2 separate regions of the Arachis hypogaea genome follow, and region 1 is linked to region 2. The links are chromatin contacts, called in public Hi-C maps. All regions are on one chromosome and are shown on one strand. Each heading gives the region's core, a stretch centred on a gene start, on an enhancer-like site or on the middle of the called end of the contact. The rest is flanking DNA. Distances are from core to core; before and after follow the strand shown. Region 1 holds the start of LOC112764511 (cyclin-dependent kinase C-2). Region 2 holds the start of LOC112764463 (pentatricopeptide repeat-containing protein At1g71210, mitochondrial).

Evidence for each region. A called contact is a pair of places that touch in the nucleus more often than the background predicts.
Region 1: a contact with region 2 is called in a Hi-C map of leaf, with 2.3 times the contacts expected there. The contact joins the promoter of LOC112764511 here to the promoter of LOC112764463 in region 2. A contact is called at or near these places in 2 of 8 Hi-C or Micro-C datasets (both in leaf).

Annotation. Positions count from the first base shown.
Region 1 is chr17:5,551,930-5,556,712 of arahy.Tifrunner.gnm2.J5K5, forward strand. It overlaps LOC112764511 (cyclin-dependent kinase C-2), which reads left to right and starts at 1,303. Exons shown (of 12, transcript XM_025810158.3): 1 at 1,303-1,673; 2 at 2,295-2,376; 3 at 2,549-2,639; 4 at 2,716-2,745; 5 at 2,928-3,037; 6 at 3,119-3,191; 7 at 3,272-3,392; 8 at 3,497-3,614; 9 at 3,774-3,913; 10 at 4,009-4,066; 11 at 4,666-4,736. The coding sequence starts at 1,564.
Region 2 is chr17:5,421,456-5,426,146 of arahy.Tifrunner.gnm2.J5K5, forward strand. It overlaps LOC112764463 (pentatricopeptide repeat-containing protein At1g71210, mitochondrial), which reads left to right and starts at 2,033. Exons shown (of 2, transcript XM_025810089.3): 1 at 2,033-2,683; 2 at 2,890-4,691. The coding sequence starts at 2,450. The coding sequence ends at 4,662.

The DNA.
Region 1 (4,783 bases), core at 53-2,552, 130 kb after region 2:
GCCACCCCTCACCAGTTCCAACTAATGATGCTCATAGCTGAGGGTGAGGCTTGATAAGGCCCGCCTCCTCGACCATGAATTTGTTTTCTACTTTACCTTCCATAACCCAGTTCCTATCCACTCCTCCAACGTTCTCCTCCTTCTCTCCACCCTTGCCTTCTATTGGTTCATTTTGTAGGTTTAATTTTGGACATGGGTTCATTTTCTAGTTTTTTCTTTTGTCAGGGATTTCGTAGTTTAGTTAGAGCTATCTAAATAGCAAATCTGAAACATGGAAAACATATGCAAACTCATGAGAAAAAAAAAAAAAACACATGCGGACCTTTTTATTTTACATATTTTGTTTCTCCTTTTTTTGGTCTTTTATTTTGGGCCTTACCCTCGTACATTTCTCAAACAATGATGTTCTAAATTCAGACTAAAAATCTTTCGCAAATGGGCTTTAGAAACTCTTCTCAACCATGAGCTGACATTACATTTAGACTAGAGGTGGCAGCTGAGGCTTGGCACAGATGGAGGATTTCTACGCCTCTCATCAAGCTGCATCCGGGTTCAAATCCCAGCTGAGGCTGGATGTTGCAAGAACCCATAGTACCCATGTAGTGTGTGTGAGTGTGTTGTGTGGGTGTGTGAAACATGGGGTTAATGCCTAGGATTGGGGGCTGTCCAATCCACTTGACCAAAAAAAAAAAAAAAAGACTAGAGGTGCACATGATCGGCCTGTCCCCGAATATTTTTAGGAGTTAATTTGGTGTGATTTCATCGAATTTAGAGTTGAATAAGGGTCTCAAAAATAGATCCGATCATTATTTTGGGTGAAGTCCAGGTCAAGTTGAACCCGGCTTCACCTGGCCCATGTGCACCATAAGGAAACTAAAAAAGATATTTATGTTTTAAATTAATTTTAATATTACGTTATATTAATTATAAGCTTATTGTTTTATTTTTAATCACATTTGTTGAATTAGAAAATAGATCAAAAAAGCATCAAATTAAAATTTATAGACAAATTCAAGTTCAAATATGAATATCAACTTTTCGTTGACAAGTTTCTTCTTTACAAATAAGTGAAGTTTATTTATAAATTATTGTTAAAGCTTTAAAGACCCGGTTTAGACCCGATATAGTTGTAACCCGAAATGTTTAGATTTCATCGAATTTAGAACTGGGTTAGAGTATAAAAAATAAATCCGGTATATATTTAGAACCGGGTCTAGTTTATGACAAATTCGATTTCACCCGGCCTGAACATCCCTACAATTAGACCCAATTAATTTGGGCCTAACGAGTCCAAAGTTTAAAAAGAATGAAAAGAGAAAAAAAAAAAAAACACCGCAAGAATTATAATTCAGACAGAAAACCGAAAAGAGAAAATAGAGTAAGAAATGAAATAGTAAAGCACGCCTTTATGCTCTCTGTTGTTTTTGCTTTTTATCTCTGAAAATTTTTCCAAGTGAAGACGTCAACAAGAAAAAAAAAATCCCTACAGAGAACCCTAAAAATTGGATTGAGGAATTTTAGTTCTTCGGAAGGATTAGGGTTTTTTTTCCTCAGGTGGGAACAATGTCGATTGCAGCCCCAGGGCAACTGAACGTGAACGAATCCCCTTCTTGGGGATCCAGAAGTGTCGATTGCTTCGAGAAGTTAGAGCAAATTGGCGAGGGCACATACGGGTTTGTTTCACTTTCATTCCTTTTAACCTTTCAGCTATCAGAATCTTTTTTCTTTGTTTTTTTTTCAAAAAAAGAATAAAAATTCCCTTTTTTTGGAGTGTGTATGAAATTTGTGGATTCAGTGGTAATTACTTGCACCACTTTACCAAGAACTCGAGTTTTGGGTCGCTGATGCTTCGCTGGAGAATCGTGGCACTTTTCTCTATCGAGAGGGCGATGATATTTTTCACGAGATTGAGCTGCCGGAGCCATAATTCTTCAAGTGCTTGTAGTGTTTGTGTGCTAGTATGCTGATTATTCATGTGTGTTACCATTATTGGAATGTTAATGTGTAGTACTAAAGCTTAGTTGTAATTTTTCACTAATTGTTGTTAGGCATTTTGTATAAGCATAATTGTAATTGGTTTGATTGATGTTTGTAAGTTTTAAAGTTTTTAAATCATGATTTGTATGAAAGGCTCTTTTTCTTTTCCCTTTCCGAAATTCGTTATCGATATAGTTGAAATGTGTAAAATTTCTACTTTCAGATGAAGATTATTTACTCTGTTAACTTACCATAAAATCCATTGCTAATATTATCATAAGGTAATTGATCTTTGCTTCCATATATTATACTTGCAGTCAAGTTTACATGGCTAAAGAGATCAAAACTGGTGAAATTGTTGCTCTGAAGAAAATTCGAATGGACAATGAGAGAGAAGGGGTATTTCTATATATAATTTGTTGTTTATTATGTTATAGGTGCATAACATTCTATATTGGTACTTCCTTTCACTTGTGACTTACTAGCTTTGTATCTTCTCTAACAAACTTATACATGCAATTCTGTAATATATATTTATATCTGACTTGTATTGTAAATTTTGCCATGGCAGTTTCCTATAACTGCTATACGAGAAATCAAAATTCTTAAGAAACTACACCATGAAAATGTGATCAAGCTAAAAGAAATTGTCACTTCTCCAGGTGCTGTTTTAAAGAACTATTCACTTGAGTAAAGATTGTTTTGTTTAGATCTAACATTGTCTGTTTCTTCTTTCAGGCCCTGAGAAAGATGAACAAGGGAGGCCAGGCAAGTTATTCACTCTCATGTCGTGTTATTAGCCAATTTCTTTATTTACAACCATAAAGTTGCGCATAAGTTTTGTTTGTAAGAATATATTTATCAACTTCTTTTGGATATCCTTAGTTTATCTATGTACTAAATTAATTCATCTGCTATTCATATTTGTTTTGGCCTTTTGGGGGCTACAGACGGTAACAAATATAAAGGGGGCATCTATATGGTCTTCGAATACATGGACCATGATTTGACTGGTCTTGCTGACCGTCCTGGGATGAGATTCACAGTTCCCCAAATTAAGGTATTGCGTTAATACGAGTGTTACTTTATACTGTTAAAATTGTTTATTTCATGTTTCCTGAGTTACTTTTTCCTTCTGAAGTGTTACATGAGACAGCTGTTGACGGGGCTTCATTATTGTCATGTAAATCAAGTACTTCATCGAGATATTAAAGGTGTGTGTGTGGCCAAAGTTTCGTCTTTAGATCTAGTTGAATATGTCAAATCCCATTTGATGTATTATGTTCTGTTGCAGGCTCAAATCTCCTTATAGACAATGAAGGAAATCTGAAGCTTGCAGATTTCGGACTGGCACGGTCATTTTCTAATGATCACAATGCAAATCTTACAAACCGTGTCATTACATTATGGTACAGGTAAATGTTGTGACCTGTGTTTTCATGAGAGTTCAGTGGGGAAGAGGGGGTTGGACTCTTGAGATTGACCGGTGCATATATGGATTTTGTCATTGTAAATTTAGACCCCCTGAGTTGCTGCTAGGGACAACAAAGTATGGGCCAGCTGTAGATATGTGGTCTGTTGGGTGCATTTTCGCTGAACTTCTTCATGGGAAGCCTATCTTTCCTGGAAAAGATGAGGTTAGTGATATTCTGTGTATGATATATGAGTGGATTAGAGGTGCATTGGATCACTAATGTTAAATTGTTATAGGGAATATATGATCTTGTATATCTTCATGGCAACAATTTCTTTGTATAGCTTAGATGTAATGTATGTTTCCTTTGTAATTATTGCAGCCTGAACAACTAAATAAAATATTTGAGCTGTGTGGAGCACCGGATGAGGTGAACTGGCCTGGGGTTTCCAAGACTCCTTGGTATAATCAATTTAAACCAACAAGGCCAATGAAAAGACGTCTGAGGGAAGTTTTCAGACAGTAAGTAGATAACATGAGTTTCACTGATGAGTATATACGCCTTTATTGTTTTATATTTTTTTAATTAACTCTTCTCTTCGTATTGTGAATTCTAGTTTTGATCGTCATGCTCTGGAATTGTTGGAGAGGATGCTGACACTTGATCCAGCTCAGGTATTTGACATTCAGGGATCTGATTTATTTGTTGTAGAGTTAACTTGAATTGCTACTTTATGTGCTCCATTTACGTGTCATTCCGGTTGCCTTACATCATTTAATATCATTTAATTTGACAAATTTAATTCGGTCTACTATTTTTGTTTTAAATTTTTATGTACCTTACATATTTACAAATCTCAAAGCTAAGCTAGTGATAAAAAAGAATAGATGATATAATGTTGAAGTGAATTGAGTTTTGAAAAGTAAGGGTGCGTTTGGTTTATGTTTTCATTTTTAGTGTTTTCTGTTTTCTGGATTTTGTGAAGGAAAAAGTGAAAATAGGAGGCGAAAACAGAAAACAGAATTTTATTGTTTTCACTGTTTTTACTCTTTCTTTTCACAAAATCTAAAAAATAGAAAATACTGAAAATGAAAACACATACCAAACGCACCGTAAATATTTTTTCAGATATGGATTTGTATGTTAAAAAAGATATCTGTTAATAACATGACAATTTATCTTTCAGCGCTAGTTGTGCTTTTGTATGACTAGTTCCTAATTCCCATAAGAATCTGCATGCTAATATTTACTGGTCAATTTTTCTTGTTTATAGAGAATTACTGCGAAGGATGCTCTTGATGCTGAGTATTTCTGGACTGATCCATTGCCATGTGACCCCAAGAGGTATCTTAAACTTTAGTTTTTCCTTTTGTTTTTCTGAAAATATTACA
Region 2 (4,691 bases), core at 783-3,282:
TTCGGTAGGTCGGTTACCGGACGATTCAGGTCAGGATCAGGGGTGAAGGAAGGGGCTCGTCTGATCACGGTCTTCCAGTCCGGGAGCGCGAGGTCCCGAGCACTTTGTGTGAGGGGGGTGTCACCTGCAAAGACACTCCGACGCTCTTGTCAGAATACGTGCAGGCGGAGTAAGTGTAGTGCAGAGATGTGACGTACCTCGGGAGAAGAGCCAGTCTTCCCCTTATATACATGTCAGTATTGGGCCCCTCTGGAGGGCAGGCCCATATTCCCAAGGACGCGGTCCCATAGCTGTGAGAGAGCCGTACGGGACGCGTGTCCGGGTCGGTTGAGAGGCGTGTAGTCGGGCCGGGTGGAGCTCGGGTCGGGTTGACCTGCGGGAGTCCAGGGCCGTAACATAAAGTATACCAATGTACCTGTAATTCTGTAAAGTAAATTGGTACAGTTGAAATTCTTCCTTCAAGATTTCTTTCGATCTAATCTATCTGAAGTTGGTTATCTTATTGGAAAACTTTCACATGTACCAATTATTTTTTTGGTACAGCAATATAGCAAGTACGGTCTGATTAGCAGTCAACTTTTTGTCATATAGTGATGGATAGAAAACCTAAAATGTCCTTAGTTGTACAGTAAAATTATGGAAATGACAGACTGGCTTTGTGCTTCATGGTTGTAGCTAGTAAGAAGCTAACGTGAGAAAGTTTGGCTCCAACGGCTGAAAGCTGGTGGGCTCTTTGTCTACCAACTCAAGAGACATTATAAATGGGCTTGGATTACTAAATAATAATGAAACTGTTGTAAATTTTGTATTTTATTAATGAAAATAGTATATTTGACATAGTTAGAAAAAATGGTGATGGACCGGTTTAAAGAACTCGGATCCGGTAGTAATATTTTTTTTTGTTTTGTTAAAATTTTAAGCCGTGCCATTTTCAGGTAAAACAACCCCGCTCATATAAATTTTTTGTTTTGGTCAATTTTTAGCCCTATATAATTTTTTTAATAGAACTTTTTTGTGACTCTATATATTTTTTATTATATTTTTAAATTAGTATATATTTTATTTATTATCATTAATTTAAAAATGGTGATGGACCGGTTTAAAGAACTCGGACCCGGTAGTAATATTTTTTTTGTTTTGTTAAAAATTTTAAGCCGTGTCATTTTCAGGTAAACAACCCCCCAACCAGCTCATATAAATTTTTTGTTTTGGTCAATTTATGTTTACAATTATACTTATTATGTCATTGTTAGTTATTTAAAATTTGATGTTAAAACTTGTTATATATATTTTATTTTTGTACTTTACAAAACCGCAAATTCAATCACATTCAAATCGCTTGAAATTAGATCGAATCGGATACTTTTTTTTTTAAAAGCTCATCCAATCCAATCCACACCGCAAATAAAATCAGTATTTAAATCGGATAAATTTTTTACTTAAAACCAATCTAAAATCGATTCAAACTACACTGCAAACACCCTATATTATGTTAGTACATGAATAAGGGTTAGTTCTATTTATTGTCTGTGGATTGAATTTTTCAGACCAAACTATGAACCTAATAATAAATAAAAAACGATGCAAAATTTAACAATTATGACTTTACGGTTTTTAACCCAATAGTATAATACTGGCCAAAAATTATACAAAAATAATACACCCAACAACAATCTATTACTCTCAAACTAATGTAAGCAACAACTATGCGCCAAAAAGGTCCATTGGCCACACAAAAAGGAAACTACCCAAATCAAAACATAAAGTAAGTCGTCTAAGGAAGTAGCCACTAAACAGAAATTACATAAAAAAAAATGTCATTCATTCATATTTTAAAACTAATATTTTAACGGTGCAGATTTATTATATACCAGTGTATCAGTAAAGTATACTGGCACAGGTGAAATTCTTCCTATCTTATTTGGGCTAAATAGTCTAGTTGAGGTCTGATTAAAAAATAAAAATAAAAATAGAACGGTCCGTAAAGTTATTAAGACAGGGATGATATAATGTTCAGATTTCAGAACTTAATATGTAAATCAAAATAAAAGATGAGGTGCTAGGTTAGGTTTATGTAAAATTGAAGAAAGAGCGTTGAAATGGGTTTGAGGAAGGAAGAGGAATGAAAATGAGAATGGCATCGGAGAGAGATAGGGAACATCCATAATGCTACAGCCACTAAAACATGTAACCAAATGCAGATCCCTCTTCTCTTCTTTTCTCATTCACATCAACAACCCTTCTTCCTTTTCTTCTTCTTCTCATAACTGCCACACCGTCTTAAGATCCTCCATCAAGGACTGGTTCAACACCCGCGACCCACTCATCACCCGAATCTTTCAGATTCTTTCTTCGACGGACTCTTCCTCCGACGCCGCCCTCGACGCCTCTCTCGCCGCCCTAACACTCCCCCGTCTCGACGAGTCCTTCGTCCTCACCGTACTCCACCATGGCACCGCCGCTGCCCACGTCTACCCCTGCCTCCGCTTCTTCGATTGGGCCGGTCGCCAGTCCGGCTTCCACCACACTCGCGGCACCTTCTCCGCCATCTTCCGAATCCTTGCACGCAACAGATCAATGTCAACCATCATCGAGTTCCTCCAATCCTTCCGCCGCCGTGGTCCAGCCTTCTATCCCCGTGCACGGTTCAACGATACTCTCGTCATTGGATATGCTATTGCGGGTAAGCCTGAGATTGCACTCCAACTATTTGGTAAAATGCGGTTTAATGGCTTGGACTTGGATACCTTTGGTTACCATGTGCTTTTGAATGCCCTTGTTGAAGAGAGTTATTTCGATGCTGTTAATGACATTATTAGGCAGATTAGGATGAGAGGTTTTGAGAATCGGTATACCAATGTGCTTATTACGAAGAGTTTGTGCAAGCAGGGGAAGTTGGATGAAGCTGAAGTGTTCTTGTTTGGCTTGGTGGATGGTGGCAAGAAGCTTCATGGCTCCGAGGTGAGTATTCTTGTCCGTGCTTTATGTCGGAGCAATAGGTTTGATCATGCTGTTAGATTGGTTAGCGAGTTTGGGGATTCGGGACTGGTGCCGTTGGATCATGCTTATGGGGTTTGGATAAGGGGCCTTGTGCACGGTGGCCGGTTGGATGAGGCCTTGGACTTTTTCAAACAGAAGAAGGAAAATAAAGGATACATTCCTGGTTTGGCGAGGTACAACGTGTTGATTTACAGGCTCTTGAGGGAGGACAGGCTCGACGAGGTGTATGATTTGTTCATGGACATGTATGAGACTGCTGTTCCACCTAACACAGTTACCATGAATGCCATGCTGTGCTTCTTTTGCAAGAAGGGAATGGTGGATGATGCTCTTGATTTGTTCAAGTCGAGGTCAGAATTTATGCTGTCCCCAAATCATATGGCTTACAAGTACTTGATACTTACTTTGTGTTGGGACGGAAACGCCAAGGAAGCATTTAGTGTGTTGAAGAGCTCAATTGATCACCATTTTATTCCCGATAGACGGACCTTTACTAGGCTTGCCAATGTTCTGTGTAGAGAGTGCATGATTGATGAGATGAAAGAGTTGCTCCATCTTGCCTTGAAATGGAAAATTATGCCTAATGCTTCCACGTATGATAACTTTATAACGGCACTGTGTCGGGCGGGAAGAGTGGAAGATAGTTATTTGAATAGGGGAGATATTGCTGCTCGTCTTCTCGTTGAAATGAAGGAGAAGGGTCATAAAGTGACACCGGCTCTATGTAGAGTTGTTCTTTGTTGTTTACTTCAGATGGACAATTCAAGATCTCGGTTTTTCAGTTTGTTCGAGATGCTGTCCCATAATGATCGTCAACATTATATTTATGATTGTTTCATTGATGCAGCTGGGCATGCCAAGCAAGCTGAGTTGGCTTGGAAAGTGTTTGAGTTGATGCAGAGGAATGGCATTCAGCCCACTTCATCTTCTCTAAGTCTTATGTTGAAAGCTTATTTGAAAAGTGGAAGGACTTATGATGCTCTTATCTTCTTTAGTAATGTTTGGTCTCGTGGATTGGCGACTAAAAAGTTATATAATTGCTTTGTTATTTTTCTCTGCAAGAGCAAGAATCCTGAACCTGCGTATCGGTTCTTCCTCCAAATGTTAGAAGACGGTTTAAATCCAAGCATTGAATGCTATGAAATTCTTGTACAGGAGCTTTGTTCATCGGAAAGATATCACGAGGCAGTGAATCTTGTTGATATGTATGAGAAAATGGGACGTCGATTAACCTCTTTTCTCGGTAACATACTTCTTTATCGATCTATGTTTTCACCGGAAGTTTACAATGCCTGTGTTCGTTTAAGAGGAGTGAAAGAGGAGGGAAAAACTGATTGGTCAATGCTTAGCTTTGTGGTTGGTGCATTTCGTCGTCATCATAGAGTTAGCCATGTTGAGGACTTGGAGAAATTAATCGCAAAGTGCTTTCCACTTGACATTTACACTTACAATTTGTTGTTGAGAAAAGCATGGAAGAGTGATAAGGAGCAGGCTTGTCAGTTGTTTGAAAGGATGTGTCAAAGGGGCTTTGAGCCCAACCAGTGGATTTATAGCACCATGGTTGATGGTTTCGAAAGGCATGGGATGAGAGACAAGGCTGAGAGGTGGTTTAAAGAAAGTAAAAGGACATTCTCCAACAGAGAAACCAGAATGCTCATTTAAGGAACAATTGATCAGTATGCGTTAGATAT